Linked DNA regions of Sus scrofa: region 2 is linked to region 1. A link is a contact called in public HiChIP or PLAC-seq data. All regions are on one chromosome and are shown on one strand. The core of a region is the stretch at or near the end of the contact, and the rest is flanking DNA. Distances in the headings are between cores, read along the strand shown.

Region 1 (3,330 bases), core at 527-3,026:
GGATGTGCCTTTTGTCTGAAGATGCCATCCCCCTGGGGGTACCTCTCATGTGGTCACTTTGAGAAAGACACATGGAGCCAATTTCAGTCACTCTTAAAACTTCCAAGAAGAACAAAAGGCAAACTTTCCAAATATAATGAACTTGATAATGAACTAGAACAAAGAGCATTCTAGATATAGGCACAGTAAGTTAGCTGTGCAGTAGGTAATAGAAAATACATGGAGCTGGAGTTCCCGTTGTGGCTCAGCAGTAACAAAACTGACGAGGATCCATGAGGTTGCAGGTTTAATCCCTGGCCTCGATCATGGTGTTGCCATGAGCTGTGGTGTAGGACGCAGACGCAGCATGGATCTAGCGTTGCTGTGGTATAGGCCAGCAGTTGTAGCTCCAATTCAGCCCCTATGCTGGGAACTTCCATATGCTTCCGGTGTGGCCCTAAAAAGTGAAAAGAAAATATAAGAAAATACAAGGAGCTATTAGCGATGGGATAACACAAACCATTATTTGAAAATAGAACTATTTTGGAGAGAAGAACAATTTGGAGCTCCTGTGTTCCTGGTGACTTTCCACTCGATTTGCCTTCTCAGGTCAAACACCATTACTGTGGGGCACCATGGGGTTGCAGGAGAATACTGGCCTGTCTGCTCATTCCCACACACATGCACACCAACACACACAAGCAACAGAGGAATGGGACAGTGGTGGGCAGGGGGAACTTGGATTAAATGCAATGGCCTAATTTCTTCCACATCACTCATTGAAATTCCCCACTCACTCATTTTCCTAAAAGCTGATTTTCTCATATACTTTGAAGTTAGGCAAGTGGGTTTGAGGAAAGTCATATTCCCTTTGAGGTGTCTGCCTAGGAACATGCCAAATTATCTCAAGAGCCCCTTCAGCAACAGGAGAAGGCTCCCTGGGGTAAGTGAAGATGGAGAAAAATCCTAACCCAAGAAATATGGAGCTCATTTTGACAGTCATTGGATGGCTTAGTGGTTCCAGAGCAACCAGGGGAAATAAGGTTTTCTTGATGGTTGACATTCAAAGTTTTCATAAGAAAATTAAAAATATGATCAATATTTTATAACAACTTTAAGTGGAGTATAATCCATAAAAATATTGAGTCTCCATGTGTTATACCTGAAACCAATAGAACATGGTAAATCAACTACACTTCAAAAAATAAAAAGAATCTTAGAAGCAATTTCATAAATGTGGAGGAAGGGTAGGATATTTACCCAAGATGTAAACTGTCTAAATGAAATGATCCATTATCTTTTTTCCATCGGTGAGGGTCTCACGCAAGCTTTCCTGTTTTAAACTCATGCACATCTACATCGACAGTGTTTATGCTTGCAGAGAAATTGCTCAATAGATGTAGGTTGATCTAAAAAAAACCCCAGACATTGGTATTTGTATCTATATGAGATGATGGATGCAACGAATCTTATTGTGGTCATCATTTCACAGTACATGTAAATCTTTATGTTGTACACCTCAGACTTCCCAGAACTGTCTATCAGTTATATCTCAATAAGGGGGGCGGGGAGAATGGAAGAAAAAAAAAAAGCTGGCATTCAGTTCCAGCCTAAACATTGTTTGGGAACCTCTGTTCCTGTCCACCCTCAGAGACCTCAGCCAAATTCTGGGGCGGTTGGTTTGGTTTCCTGGCTGGAATTGCGACACCGTTGGGGCAGAGTCTTGTAGCTGCAGACAAGCCTGTGAACAGGGTGTCAGGAAGTCCGGGAAAGCATGAGTCAGCTCAGCGCTGGCACCCTTGGCATCAGGGCTCCAGAGGAAACTTGACCAGTAGCCGAAGTCAACAAAGGGTGTGAAGCAAGCCGCACAGCCTGGGGGAGACTGGAGGGGGGGCAGGCAGCTGGCTGTGAGCAGGGTCAGGGAGGGCCCGCCAGCGTGTCCCCATGAACCCCACACACCAGACTCCACCCTTCCCAGCAGAGACGATCCAACCCTTTCAGCTCTGACCACAACGGGTGGAATTTAATGACCTGGGAACTAATTTCTCGCTGGTTTGGGCAAACTAAAAAAGATAGAATGAGTAATGCATTAAAATCATCTTTTTTCCTAATTGAAAAAAAAAAGTATTACAATTCTGTTTGAGACTTGACGTCTTTGGAATCAACATTGCAAACTTCTGGGAGATAATTCGAGATCAAAATGTGTAAATGCTCTCATTTACTTATATTCCTGCATTGACCTGGGCATTGTTTACAGCAAAGGCTCTTGGAACCAGGAACTAAGAGTTGCTTAGATCTTTCTGTCCCTTTTTGTCTCTTGGCCTGTACGTGTAGGTACAGGTGTGTCTTTATGTAGGTATGTCCTTGTATGCATGGTTTCTTCTATCCATCACTGCTCCCTTCTAGAATATTCCTGCCCCACCTTCAGCATAGACTCACTTTTTAGAATTTTGAACCCTGAGAATCAGCAGAAATTCCTGGTCTGTGTTTGAATATCTTGAACCTGTCTGCAGCCTACCCTTAGGTGTGGAGAGGAATGGAAACTCCGACTTGTAGGATGGGGGAGCAGTGGGACCACCCCCACTTCACAGGGCAGAGATCCTTCCCAAAGTACCATCCTGGGAGCATCTCCAGGGTGTGATCTGACTTAACCAAGCTTCACCTCCACTTCTGTCCCTCAGCCTTGCTGTGGAGCTCAGATGTAATGACACTGCTCCAAAGAGCATGAGAAGGGAGTTAAATTGTGGGCAAAGTGAGAACAGCCTGGGATAGGTGCAGGAGAGGAAGTGGAAGGAACAAGACTCTTAGGGCTGAGTCGAGTCTTAGGGCCCAAGACGACTGTGGGGCTGAGGTCAGAGGCCGGGGGGCTCCTACTGGAAGGGAAAAGGCTGGAGAGGTGGACTCCCTTAGTCCTGCTGTGCCTGCCTCTGGCCCTTGGCTCCTCTTTCTCAGACCTGCAAGAAGAGTCCATTAGATCAGCCCACCACACACATCTAGAAGTTTCTGAGTATTGCAGGCAACTCAAAGACAGAAACTTCGGCCTAAAAGCAGACGTTTTGGATCAATGTTGCCACTTAAATAACAGCTTGAAAAAGAAAATTCAGATCCTCCTCTCTTTCTGTCTCCTTCCCCACTTGACTTCGTAACCCATGTCCTCTCTATTAAAACTCTAAGTGGAAAAAAAAGTTAGTTTCACAAAGATTCTCTACAGAAAGTGTAGCTGTAAATTATCCAGAAAGTTAGGCATTTCTGCATCACAGCTTTCTCCTGAGCTTATTGCTTTTCTTTACATTATGAGGCCAGGATGTTAAAAACAAAAATCAGAAAAAAAAAATCAACCAATAATAAGAT
Region 2 (3,479 bases), core at 250-2,749, 180 kb after region 1:
AGGCCCTTCTTCCCTCTGGACTTGCATCGAGGAGCAGAATGGAGACATAAGGCCATGGCCTCTCTGGACCATGTCTCCTCTGGAGCAGCCAGTTCTGCTTGCCCTTAAGGACCAGAAAGAGTAAGGCCTGGGTGTTCATCCCTCAAGAGAACTTCTAGACTCTTCATGTTAACAGAAGGGTGTCCAGAACAAAGCCCTAGGAAACACAGTGGAGATCTGTGCGTTGATATCAGGCAGATGTGCAGATTCCCTGATTAGATGTCCATCGTACTCAGCTTGCTGGGTCTACAGGTCCAGGTAGACTTTGGTAATGAATGGCCCGTCTGCCTCCTGAGACCAACATGATGGGACCTGAGAAGAATGCTGCTTATTCTCAAGGTCCTCTCCTCATGCCCAACGGTCATTATCCCTGTCCCTGTGCCCTGCTCTCTGCAACTTGGGATGACCTCTGTGGGCACAACTGCATTCCTGGGCTGCCTTGCCTTTGGCAGGAGATTGCAGGAAGAAGGGAGAGGTCAAAGTGTTTCTTTTCTCTTCCCTCTTTACCTGCCTTGCGGGGGTTCCACTGGGGACCAGGTTGCCTGGCTACAGCTCCTGTTGGTGGCTGCTCTCCTGCAGCTCTAGAGCTCAGCACCACCCTTTCGGTAGCTAGTTGATAGTCCCTACATCCTTCACTGTCCCTTAAGACTTGCCCAAGAGTTTCTATACCTGTACAGAGTTCCTTTCATTAAATTCTCCCTAATTTCCACAATTTAAGAGCCAGCCATCCTTTTCCTTCCAGGAGTTAAATGGCTATGGGAAGCACCAAGAAATATTAGCAAATATTTGTTATCGTTATTGTTTTATTCTTGCTCCTGCCAAGAATAAAAGATGCAGTGAGGACCTGGAGCCTATCTTTACCTGTGAAAACCACACAGGATAAGCCTTTTTTAGTCTGTGTACCATCTTCATGGAAATCATAACTCCAAAAGAGCCTGAGAATTCTGAGAACACCTTGCTTTGTTCTATGCCTTTTATTTTTTAAAGAGTTTATATCTACTGGAGGAATGCTTGCAACTTCTTCTGGGACAAATCATAGAGATGCTATTAGCGCCTCTCCCATTTCTCATGCTTTTGCCCAAGGACATCTCAATGGCACGTGCACAACTTACACCCCATTCTTGTGGCTTTTCAGCCAGCTCTCTTTTCCACTGAGCTGGGAGGACTCCGTTATGGAGTTTCTTTTCTTCCTCCTACAACTTTTCTTTGGCAGATTCCCGAAGCAGAGAATCCAACAAAAACTCCCTGATTACAATGCAATGTACCAGCTCATGTTGTAAAAGGTCACTCCACTTCATGGCATCCTGTGACACACACACAAAATCAGCTTAGTCAGAGGCATGTGCCATCTGACTAACGATAGGACTTGAATTGGGCATTGTGCAGTGTAGCTGTAGCAGGTGGCCCTGTCACTCTACGGTACCCCGTGTCAAATGAGCAATGCCCAGTGGTGCCAAGAAACCTCATGAGTGAGTACAGAAAAATCTCCAGTGTCAGCCTGATGCAAGTGCTCTCTGCACACGGTACACACTCAGTGCCCAATAACAAGACCATGTCCAAAGCCAAATGGAACTTCAACAGCAAAGCAGAAGCTGCAAAAGCCAAATGGGGGAAGCACAGTGTGCCAGTTTAACTTCCTTGAAATTGCTGGTGCAGCCTCGGGAATCACAGAAAGATGGAGGAACCGTTGGCCGATGGAGGAAAAAACACTCAGTTAAAGAAAAGGCAAATAGAGACAAGTGCAGCAAGAGACAAATATGAGGTTCCTATTTATGAGTATTCTATACTCTAGGTAATGATGACTTGTCCCGAAGTTCCAACAGAGGTACAGATGTAAATCCTGAGTCAGTGTCTTTCGGAAAGCGTCATTGCATGCATAAATAAAAATGAAAAGAAAATTGGTTGCCTCTGAGTGGGTGGGGATTGACTGGCAATGAGCTTAAAAGAAATTTGTCTTGTTCTACATCTTGATAAGGGTTCATTATACATCTGTGTGCCTTTGTCAAAACTTTTAGAAGGATACATATAAGATTTCCTCATTTCACTGCAGGCAACTTTTTCCTAAAAATGTACATAAATAAATATTGAGCTCTTGCTAATGATATGCATAAGGAAATGCTTACAGATGAAGTGCATTGATGTCTGCAACTTGCTTTAAAATGCCTCAGAAGTCATATGGACTGATGGATAGAAAGATGAAAAGTTAGATAGATACATAAAGCAAATACAGCAAACTGTTAGTTGTAGAATCTAGACTGTGGGTATGAGTATTTTCTATAAATTGCTTCCAATGTTTTGTATGTTTGAAAGTTTCAGTTAAAAAATGCTGGGGAGGAGTTCCTGTCGTGGCTCAGTGGTTAACGAATCTGACTAGGAACCATAAGGTTGCGGGTTTAGTCCCTGCCCTTGCTCAGTGGGTTAACGATCCAGTGTTGCCGTGAGCTGTGGTGTAGGTTGCAGACGCGGCTCGGATCCCGCGTTGCTGTGGCTCTGGTGTAGGCTGGCGGCTACAACTCCGATTCGACCCCTAGCCTGGGAAACTCCATATGCCGCAGGAGCGGCCCAAGAAATAGCAAAAAGATAAATAAATAAATAAATAAATAAATAAATAAATAAATAAAATTTAAAAAAAATAAAAAATGCTGGAAAAAAAAAATGAAAAGAAATAGAAAGGAAAAATTCCAGGGCTTCTCAAGGAGTTGAGGATATTTTACAAAGGTGACATCATGCTGTCAAATTATTAAAATAATTGCTTTTAGAAATGCATACCTCATAGGATGAGACACAGGTAAAACTCAAAGTAAAATTGAATTCTCCCAAACTGAATCTGGCTATAAAAAGCCGTCCCTAGGGTGATGAATAGGGATTTATGTGGGAAGATACATGAGTGTGGCAAGATTGCAAGAGATGTGTGATTTTGAAGAGAACCTTCCTTCTTTTCTTTCTCTCTTTCTCTCTTTCTCTCTCTCTCTCTCTCTCTTTCTCTCTTTCTCTTTCTTATCCAGCAATGCTGGATCCACGCTGCATCTGTGACCCATGCCACAGCTGTTGCAATGCCAGATCCTTGACCCACTGAGCGAGGACAGAGCTCAAGGATTCACAACTTCAGGGATACTACTTGGGTTCGTAACCTGCTGATCCACACAGGAACTCCAGAAGAGGCTATTTCTTAAAAAGCACTTTAAGGCTGAAGATTGACTCAGTCCCTCCCCCTGGCACTCCCACTCCATTGTTTTATCCCCAGTCACTAACTTCATGGAGGTCACAGGTAGTCTAGAGGTGTGATCCACTCATGGGCTATGGGCAAAAATTACATATACTCATCCACTCAGCTCCTTAAGAACACAGTTAAAAATCCGAGCCCTTCAGAACTTCCACTTTTGTACAAGTCTACTGTTTGATTCTTTGCCAGTTTGACATCTTGACTCTGTTTTTGGAAT

The links. HiChIP or PLAC-seq counts read pairs in DNA pulled down with a chosen protein or histone mark.
Region 2: a contact with region 1 is called in an H3K27ac HiChIP or PLAC-seq map of alveolar macrophages. The contact joins two enhancer-like sites. A contact is called at or near these places in 1 of 47 Hi-C or Micro-C datasets (skeletal muscle) and 2 of 2 datasets of contacts at active chromatin or transcription factors (alveolar macrophages and skeletal muscle).

Annotation. Positions count from the first base shown.
Region 1 is chr13:198,573,010-198,576,339 of Sscrofa11.1, forward strand. The region is part of intron 1 of RUNX1 (runt related transcription factor 1); the gene reads right to left. Among named protein-coding and RNA genes, the nearest start is that of RUNX1, 61 kb to the right of the region's middle. Within about 2 kb of position 1,777, at least 11 of the 83 cell types and tissues checked have an H3K27ac peak or open chromatin away from gene starts, as enhancers often do. A contact at or near this core is called in alveolar macrophages, where this site is marked.
Region 2 is chr13:198,753,677-198,757,155 of Sscrofa11.1, forward strand. No RefSeq gene overlaps it. Among named protein-coding and RNA genes, the nearest start is that of RUNX1, 120 kb to the left of the region's middle. Within about 2 kb of position 1,500, at least 10 of the 83 cell types and tissues checked have an H3K27ac peak or open chromatin away from gene starts, as enhancers often do. A contact at or near this core is called in alveolar macrophages, where this site is marked.